Regions from separate parts of the Sus scrofa genome. Here all the other regions are linked to region 1. The links are chromatin contacts, called in public HiChIP or PLAC-seq maps. All regions are on one chromosome and are shown on one strand. The core of a region is the stretch at or near the end of the contact, and the rest is flanking DNA. Distances in the headings are between cores, read along the strand shown. Region 1 holds the start of RIOX2 (bifunctional lysine-specific demethylase and histidyl-hydroxylase MINA). Region 2 holds the start of CRYBG3 (very large A-kinase anchor protein). Region 3 holds the start of ARL6 (ADP-ribosylation factor-like protein 6).

Region 1 (2,995 bases), core at 409-2,908:
TTAACCACTGTGCCATGACAGGAACTCCTCTGAAAAGATCTTTTAACAATGCAACCCAAAGCGTTCTTATTTTTTAAGAATCAGGGACACATTTTTTCAGGGTTTATGTTCAAGACAAGAAAAGGAGAATTCTCTCCTCTCTCCTATCATTTTAGCATCCTGATCCCAGGATCCACGGGCAGATTCCTAGTCTATTGATTCAGAAATCTGGGAGATCCTGGAAGCTCCTGGAAGCTCTTCAAGGACAGAGCTGTTAAGTAACTTGGTAACCAAGGCTGTTGTAATCAAAGGTATTGCAGAATCATAACCCTAGCCCTCCCTTGAGTAGAAACCAACCAAGATTGTGGAAGATTTGACTTCCAGGAGACTTTAAGCATCATCATAACACTGAAATTCATTAGCATGCGAAATGACACACCCTCCAGCATGGTGACAGTTGACAATTGCCATGACAACAACCAGAAAAGCCCTTGCAAGGAGGACTGAAAAGGAGAGTTGCATCAGTTCCAGGTCCAAGCCACACCTCTATTCTGGTATAAGTCATGAATATTCCTCCCATTCTTTCCAATTCCTCTTTTACTCTGACCCTCCCCCAATACATTCGGTATTGCCAGCTGGGTTGGGAAGTTGATTTTTGAACTAGGTTCCAAGTTCTCCATTCTTTGGCTACTGAATAAAGTTTGTGCTCTTCCAGTCACAGCATGGGTTTGGTTGCTCCTGGCAAATCTGATAGAAAAAGAACCTCTTTGGCTGAGACAGCAACCTTGTGGGACTGGGACCCTGGCATGGTATGGGTCCCAGTCCAAAAATTTGTTAACACTGACTCAGTTTCATCAACAGTAAAGTGGAGGATGTGGCGAGGCTGAAGTGAGGAGTCTATGAAACACCTAGTATGGTGCCTGACAAGCAGAAGAACTCTATTCAAGGCTTGCTATTATTGTTAGTTTGGACAAGTGTTAGATAGAGGTGTACTTTTTCCCCATTTGCTTCTGTGTCACTTCACTATCAGAAACAGCTCCTGGTCTCAATCATCTTAGAATGAAATAAAACTTCCGTTGTATCCTCTTTGGCTGTCTACAGAGCAAAGACAGGAACAAGCCAGGGCACATGTCAGGAACTGATCCCCTGACCACTCGTTCCCTCTTCTCCATCCCAAAATCCTAATAATGAGTCCAAAGGAAACAATGCTGGGCCAAAATTACTCAAACAATTGCATGTGTTCTTCGCTTTTACCGCCAGTCACAAGAATTTCCGGTATCCTTTTAATTCAGAATTAATTCTTTCTCAGGGAGCAATATGACATAAATTAGAATTGATTTAGTACCAAACAGCACAGCATAGCAGAGAGAGCCCCAAGGAGAGCCGTGGAGAACCTGGATCTCTAGATCGGTAAACTTGGGTAGCTCGCTTTCCCTCTGCCGTCCTCAGATTCTCCATTCATTAAAAGAACAGGGTTGTACTAGGGCATGTCCTCAAATCCTGAGTCTCACCCAGCTCCAACTAAAAAAAAAAACCCAACAACATCAACAGAAAAAAACGAATTTATTTCCTTGAATACCGAAAAAATGAAAAGAGCAATCGTGAACCCAAATACCCTTGGCCTCTAAGCGCCGGAAGCACCCCCACCAACGGGCGGCGCTGCAGGGAGGTGGCGAGGAGCAGGAGGGGCCGCCCGGAGCGTGCGCACGCCGCTCCGCCCCGCCCCCAGCCCACGCCGCCTGTCCTGTTTGCGGCGGCTCGCAGCAGGCCGAGCCTGGTGAGTGGAGCAGTACGCTCTCGCAGTCCCGCGCCGCCACTGTGTAGGGTTGTGCTCTTCAGGCGCCCAGGCGCGAGTGTGGGTGGAGCAAGTTTGGGGTGAGGGAGGACTGCAGGGCCGGTCCCCGAGCTGCGGCCGTAAGCTTCGGTGCCGCCGGGCCCTGGCCGGCCGGCGCTGGCTATTGCTGCTGCTGGGATGGGAGCCAGGGTTGGGAATGGCCTGGCTACTGAGGGTAGCCACGTGCTCGGATGGTGGGCTCAAGGCGAGATGAGCACCGGGAAAGTTTGGAGGTTTGGCGGGGAGAGTGATGCCTGACTTAGCCCCGACGCAGCAGGCTACCTCTTAGTGCGGCAGCCACGTGGGCTGTGTTTCCGGCGGTAGTTTGGGCCTAAGAGACTGGCTTTATTGCAGGGACACCTGAAGTGCGGGCAGGGAGAACTGTGTCTCTCTCGCTCAACCCTTACTTTAAAATGACAGCGTACCCTTTCCATTCATTTTTCACCCGATATTTCTAGAAGGGCTGCCGAACAATTGGGTCGTCCATCAGTTTAATAAGGCTAGGTTGTTCTCTGTGTTTTCAGAACTATGGGCCAGGGAATCGCAAGCTCAATTACTCCCCAATCAGCTGTAAATTCCGTGCAAGGATTTTACTTTCACTGGGCTCATCTTTAAGAACCTAATTTATCCAGCTTCTTCCAACATCGCTTGATAGTTTCGCCTCTCTCCCCGCCTTTGTAGCCTCGTAGTTACCTTAATGAGGTACAATGCATTCTTTCTAAAATAGAACTAGGGAGATGAGTGCAATCACAGCTTTAGGTCAACAGGAGAACCTCTTTTCCCTTTCTCAGTTGGTAAACATTAACGTGGGCTCCAAAGAAATGTTTTATGTCAGCGTAGGCAAGCTTGTTACAGGCTGTGTATCATTTCTCTCAGTTTGTGTGAGTGTGCTTAACTGAGCTGAGTTTGCTTAGTGTCTTCTCTGATTCCAGTGGAGAGCTATTTTACTTTTCTTTCTTGCTTGCTTTCCTTCTTTCTTTCATCTTTCCGTCCCCAGTCTCCCTCCCTTCCTTTTTCCCTCCCTCTGCTTCCTCCCTTCCCTCCCTTCCCCCCTTCCCCCTCCCTTTCCCCCTCCCTTTCCCCCCTCCCTTCCTTCTCTTTACTGTGTTACTGCAGATTTCTGGGCCCCAGCTATCAGAAATGCTAATTTAGAGGGCTTGATTTGGGGCACAGAAATTTGCA
Region 2 (2,912 bases), core at 367-2,866, 150 kb after region 1:
TACCCACACCAGCATTCTGACATTCTGGGTGAGCCCTGTCAGACTTCAAAACTATTTTTAACTACTGTGTAACTCTGAATTTTAAATTCTCTCTTAACAGGGCAATAATAGCAGATGCTTCCCAGGAGAAGTTTACCAATTATAACAGGAGCTTCCTTGGAAAGATGTGGCATTTTATTAACAGACGGTCAGAATGAAAATGCTTCACAAGCAGGGAAACTAAGGAATACATAAACGAACAGAATCAAATCATAAGACCTGAATGAATACCACTGGAATCAGCTCAGTCACAGTTATATATAGTTCTGTTTCCTATCCATTTTTCTTTGAACCCCTTGACTAAGTCTTTAACATCTGAAGTAAACATAGCTTCCTGGAGAGCGTCCTTCCAATCACATGAGTGATCTCCTAGTGCAATGGGAGGAAAGAGGGAGCTAAAGCCTCTCATCAAAAGTTTAAAACAGCGAGATGCGTATCACTTAATCTCTCTCCCTCCCTCAAGACAGATGAAAAGACTCCGGAACGGGTATTTTTATTAGATATGAGTTTTTAAAATTTCGATTTTACAGCAGCAGGTGGAGGAAGGAGAAAGACTGCAGAGAAGAAGCACGTTTTCACTACTGAAACTAAGACAGCTCGAGTCCTGGTTTCTGGAATCTGTCTGGGAACTTGAGACAGATGTTTCCGAAGAGATATGGGAAAGAAGGGTGGTATCATTTGAATGTCAGGCAGAGATAAACCTACCGAGGGGTTTAAATTTTGATGGAGTCTTGGGAACTCAACATCACCACTTAAAAATCATTTTGAGAAACTCTGAATAAGTTTGCAAAATACCAGCCGAGGAGATGGCGCTCCAAAGCGTTACATTTCCCACCCGAGTTGATTTCGGATCTCGCCCTCCTAAGCCCTGGCGGCCGGCTACGCTCACAACTGTTTCGCATTACCGCCGGCAGGACGCCGGGGGACTCGCTTTTGCCACAGAACTTGGAGAGCAGACGCGAGTGTGGGACGCGAATAGAATCACGTCCGGGGAGGGGTGGGGGGCAGGCAGAGGCTGGCCCTGGGCGCAGGTCGCGAACTTCACCCGGATTTAGCAAACCAAGATATGCGGCAAAGGAACTAGGCAAGGAAGACGAAACTTGGGCAATGGAGGAAGGAGAACAGAAAGTGGCGAGCGCAGCCTGGCCAAGAGCGGCCAGCTGTGGGCAGTAGGGCCAGGAGCCCCGTCCCGTGAGTCAACACAGGGCCACCGGACGCCCGCCGTAGCTCTCACCTGGCAGCGCCCCGGCCCGGCGCGGGCGGCTGGCTAGTCCCCGGCTTCTCCTCCTCTTCCTCTTCCTTGTCCCGGGAAGGGCTTCGGGGAGCGAAGAACCGGGAGAAGCTGTGCCAGGGGGCGCCGCCCCTTCTCCGGCCGCCGGACATCTCCCTGGCGCAGCAGTAGGTGCACTGGGAAAGCGCGAGGCGGTGTCCTGCGTCCGGATCCTGACCCGGCACCGCGGGACCCGGCTAGGGCAGGACCGATGCAGGGCCACTCAGTCCATCCCGAGCGGTAGAGGCGCGGGCGCGTTGCGCTCCCCGCGCGGCTCCTTCTCGCGCTGGGCGGCCGCCCCTCCTCCCGCCCTGGCCTAGCCCGCCCGCCCGCCCCCCTGGGAGGAGCCAGAGGCCGCGGTCCCGCCCCAGCCCAGCCCCGCCAGGCTTCCTCGCTGCCAGCCGGATCCCTGCTCTAAGCGCGCTCCTGAGACCCGAGCGGAACGCGTAACCCCGCGACGCCGGGCTTTACTCTCAAACCAGTTCAGGCTGCCAGACTGTCTTTGCACTCAGTTTTCGCTTTCTATTAACGATTTGTTTTTCTATCATTCAATCAGTGCATGGAACTTTTGAAAGAAGTTCAGGAGCTAAAGTTTGTGAACACACCTGGTAAACTTCAGTACCAGAGTGCCCTGGGCTAACATTCAGCTAACGAACAGCTATTCCCTAAAACAATTTCCACCAGGTTGCAAAAGATGAGGTTACCCACGGCTGAGTCTCAGAAGCAGGGGGCGCCTAGGTGCCTGTCTAGGTCTGTCAACAACTTGCTTCTTGTTTCGCTGGTTTACTACGTGTGGAGAAACTTATCCTAACACAGACATGCTTTATATTTCTCACACTCCGTGTTACATTCTACATGGCTAACCCTATTGCAGAAGACAACGCTGATCATAACTAGCAGGTACCTACTTTATAGCGCAGGGAACTATACTCAATATTTTGTAATAATTTATAAGGGAAAATAATCTAAAGAAGAATTCAGATGAATCACTTTGCTGTACACCTGAAACTAACACATTGTGAATCAAATATACTTCAATAAAAACCCAAACAAAACAAAAATTAAAAAATTAAAGGATTAGGGAGTTCCTGTTGTGGCTCAGTGGAAATGAATCCAACTAATATCCATGAGGATACAGTTTCAATCCCTGGCCTCGCTCAGAGAGTTAAGGATCCACCTTTGCTATGAGTTGTGGTGTAGGTCGCAGACACAGCTTGGATCCTTGCTTGGATGCGGTGTTGCTGCGGCTGTGGGGTAGGCCAGCAGATACAGCTCCGATTTGACTCCTAGCCAGAGAACTTCCATATGCTGCAGGTGTGGCCCTAAAAAGCAAAAATAAATAAATAAACAAATAAATAAATAATAAATAAAAATCCAGTCATACAGGTATGATTCAAACTTGTAAATGCTGAAACAAATATTCTGTAGTCATTAAACAGACATCACCAAAATCTGGAAACCAAAAGGTCATTAAGATTTGCTTTTAAGTATGTCTAAATACAGTAGTTTGAATGTTCTTCAATTTTTTAAAAATTACATACAAAAAGCTGTACGTAACATATGAAACTTGATGAGTGTGACAATAAATATACATGAAACCATC
Region 3 (3,198 bases), core at 593-3,092, 230 kb after region 1:
CCATGGATTATCCAAAACCTGATGCTTGTTACTGAAATACTTTGGGACATACAATTTAAAAGAGAAGCCAGTTGTTCTAAAAGATATAATTACAATTAAGGAAGTTACTTTATAAACAACTATCATAATAGCCTTATATATGCTTCTATTTCTTAGTAATTATACATTTTTATAAACTTACTTTTTACATGCATAAAAGAAGGAAATAAAAAACAACGGTTTAAGTCACTCAACATTCATTTACCATGTCCTAAGTGCATAGGAGGAGATACAACTCAAGTTTCATGTAGCTCCCTATTCCTACAACCAAGGATTCTCAACCCTGGCTGCACAGTGGAATCAGCTAATTGGATTAGTATTTCTGAAGATGTTATCAGGGCATCTGTATTTAAAAAAGCTACACAGTGTAGCTATACAGTCACTATTGAGAACTTTTAGAATAAAGTATAAACTTTCACGCATAGCTTTTAAAGCTGTTCACATTTTGACTCCAATCTATCTTTCCAGTTTATCTTGTTTTCCTCTTTCCGCACACCAGCCAAATTCTCTTGGCTGTTATCTGAGAAAACAACTTTCTAAATGATTTGTTTTAATTGTTGCCAGAAAAGTCCTCAATAATCAGGATGTTATCCACAGTTAAGAGGTCGGAAGGCACGCTACAGAGAGAGAGGTCGAGCAAAGAAAACACCCCCAATGGTATTTTGTAAACTTTAAAAATGTTTCTAGAGTGAATTATAGCACTCTAACTACTCCAAACAAACGTTTTTATTCAGTTTTCAGTTTTTGATGGAATTTCAATTACTCCACACACCAAATAAAAAGGCCCATCTGATCAAAAAAAATTCACCCAAAGCAATTCAATGAGTTTTCTGGGGGCCCTAGCCCACTTCTTTTTTTACTTCTCACACATTAGAAACAACTACACGGAGTGAAAAACATGGGAAAAAGCAATTCTAAAATTGGCGGCTGGGACTGTGGGTTGGCACTGCACACAACTGGCGGGGACGGGTGGGAGATACCTGGTCTTGGAGGTTAGTTCTGCAGGCCCCGGAGCCGCAGAAGAACAGGAATGGACGCACACGCTCGTATCCGTCTCTGGGATGGAAATTCGGTGCGGACGTCCCTCAGCCCTCCTCTCTAAGCCTCCATAGGAAGAAGGATCACTCGTCTTGAGGAAAGCCGCCTCCACAAGTTGGGTGAAGAGGTTGCTGCTGCTACAATCCAAACATCAGTGGCTGGGCAGGCGCTTGGGTGCGCGACGTTCCCCTGGCAACGGAAGGTTCTTCCGGTCCGGAGCCACGCCTCCTCAGAGGTTTTAGCGCGTCAAGCCGCCTTGCTCTGATTGTGGGATTGAAAAGCTCCCCAAGATGCTTGAGGCACAGCGAGAAGTATTAAAGAAACGTGAGCAGGGTGACGGGGTAAACTGCCGGCTTCCAGCAAATAGCCGTGCAATCCCTCATGGAGCATGATGGGAGTTGTAGGCGCGCGCACAGCCTGCTGGGAAGTGTTTGGCGTGAAATTTTGCTGCGGGGCGTTTCTCGCCGCCTGGGTTTCCCTGCCTTCTAGGGCCTGCACACAGAGACCTGCGCTCACTGTGGCGCCTCGAGCACTGAGAAGCCTGAGTCGACGTCGGGCACGTGCTCGGCATTGTGGCAACCACTGCAGGACCCGACTGCGCGCTCCAGGGCGACCTGTGCGCACGGGCTGCCTGGTTGTGCGTCGCGTCTGCCTTCCAGGCTCTAAGACCTCAGGCTGGAGCCCTTCAGAAGCAAAACCGTTAATGTTGGTAGGGAGAGGAGGTAAACTCAGGCATTATTCGGCAGAGGAAGTATGCCTGTAACCAGGCTTCTTAGCCGTCTGATCTCCTGAAGAGATTTCCTCGGGGCATAATCTTCCTTGATTAGATTGCAGTCCCCAGAATCCAATTGGCGGGTGGTCAGGAGAGGAATCAACTCTGAATGCTTCAAGTTAGCAACTTTCTTAAATTGTTCCGGGGTTTTACAGTATTGGTAAACGATTATTTACTTTGTTAGCTATGAGTGTGAGATTATATCCCCCCTCCAACTACCCAGGTGTTGTGTTTACTACCCTACCCATTGGGTCTGTTAATTGTTATGGCCTATTAAATGGATTGGGAAAGCTGAAAAAAAAAAAGAGACTAGAAGGAATTATATAAAAGTAATCATGGGGGGAAATTTGCATGATCATGGGGTGCTTTTTCTTTTATTCTTCAAACTTGAAGATGTAGGTTCTTTTATTTTTTTTATTTATTTTTCTTCTTTGGCCGCCCCAGAGCATATATAGTTCCCAGGCCAGGTTAAGATCCCAGCCACAGTTGGCGCCTAAACCACATGTTCAGCAACACTGGATCCCTAATCTGTGCCAGGCCAGGGATGGAACCTGCGTCCCAGTGCTCCCAAGACGCGGATAACTTTGTGCCACAGTGGGAACTTCTGGGTTCTTTTATTTATATAACGAAAAAAAAAAGAAGCTTTAAAATGGTATTTAATTTTATGAGGGTTACTTAAGTTACAAGGAAAGATATAAGGAAAGTTTCAAGTACTTTATTACCAGTTTAAATTTCATATTCTCATTTGAAACTGTAGTAGAAGAATTATAAAGAGAGAAGAGAGATATGATGAATACAGCACTATTCTGATTAATTCAGGATACTTTTAATTATTTTCTTACCAGCAACTTTTAAAAAAATATAGAAAATCCATGATTTGTAATTGATTGGAAGTTTTTGGAGTGCATGTTGATAGTCAAAAGCTATTTGAACAGTTGTACATTATGTGTATTTTTTTGGTCATCTGCAATTTGTGCACAATATTACCTTATTCAGTGAACAAGTGAATTTACTTTAATCTTAAAAAATATTTTGATGATGTAAAAATCGCTACAAAAATATATACTAATTATTTATATTTATGTGAATTTATGCCTCAACCCTAATGATACTAGTTTGAAAAATTACAGCTGTGAGGTTTTTTATTTCTTTTTAAGGTGGCACCTATGGCATATGAAGTTCCTGGGCTAGGAATCGAATTGGAACTGTTGTTGCAGGCCTGTGCCATAGCCATGGCAACACTGGATCCAAGCCGCATCTGTGACCTGGCCACATGTGACCCTTAACCCACACCCTCACAGAGACAATGTTGGATCATTAACCCGCTGAGCCACAGTGGGAACTGCATA

What was found. HiChIP or PLAC-seq counts read pairs in DNA pulled down with a chosen protein or histone mark.
Region 2: a contact with region 1 is called in an H3K27ac HiChIP or PLAC-seq map of skeletal muscle. The contact joins the promoter of CRYBG3 here to the promoter of RIOX2 in region 1. A contact is called at or near these places in 1 of 5 promoter capture datasets (liver), 12 of 47 Hi-C or Micro-C datasets (adipose tissue, embryonic fibroblasts, epiblast stem cells and 7 more) and 2 of 2 datasets of contacts at active chromatin or transcription factors (alveolar macrophages and skeletal muscle).
Region 3: a contact with region 1 is called in an H3K27ac HiChIP or PLAC-seq map of alveolar macrophages. The contact joins the promoter of ARL6 here to the promoter of RIOX2 in region 1. A contact is called at or near these places in 2 of 5 promoter capture datasets (fetal liver and liver) and 2 of 2 datasets of contacts at active chromatin or transcription factors (alveolar macrophages and skeletal muscle).

Annotation. Positions count from the first base shown.
Region 1 is chr13:162,328,883-162,331,877 of Sscrofa11.1, forward strand. It overlaps RIOX2 (bifunctional lysine-specific demethylase and histidyl-hydroxylase MINA), which reads left to right and starts at 1,659. Exons shown (of 8, transcript XM_021070695.1): 1 at 1,659-1,756.
Region 2 is chr13:162,477,155-162,480,066 of Sscrofa11.1, forward strand. It overlaps CRYBG3 (very large A-kinase anchor protein), which reads right to left and starts at 1,617. Exons shown (of 22, transcript XM_021070691.1): 1 at 1,274-1,617. The coding sequence starts at 1,422.
Region 3 is chr13:162,554,833-162,558,030 of Sscrofa11.1, forward strand. ARL6 (ADP-ribosylation factor-like protein 6) reads right to left here and starts at 1,843. Exons shown (of 9, transcript XM_021070700.1): 1 at 1,020-1,843.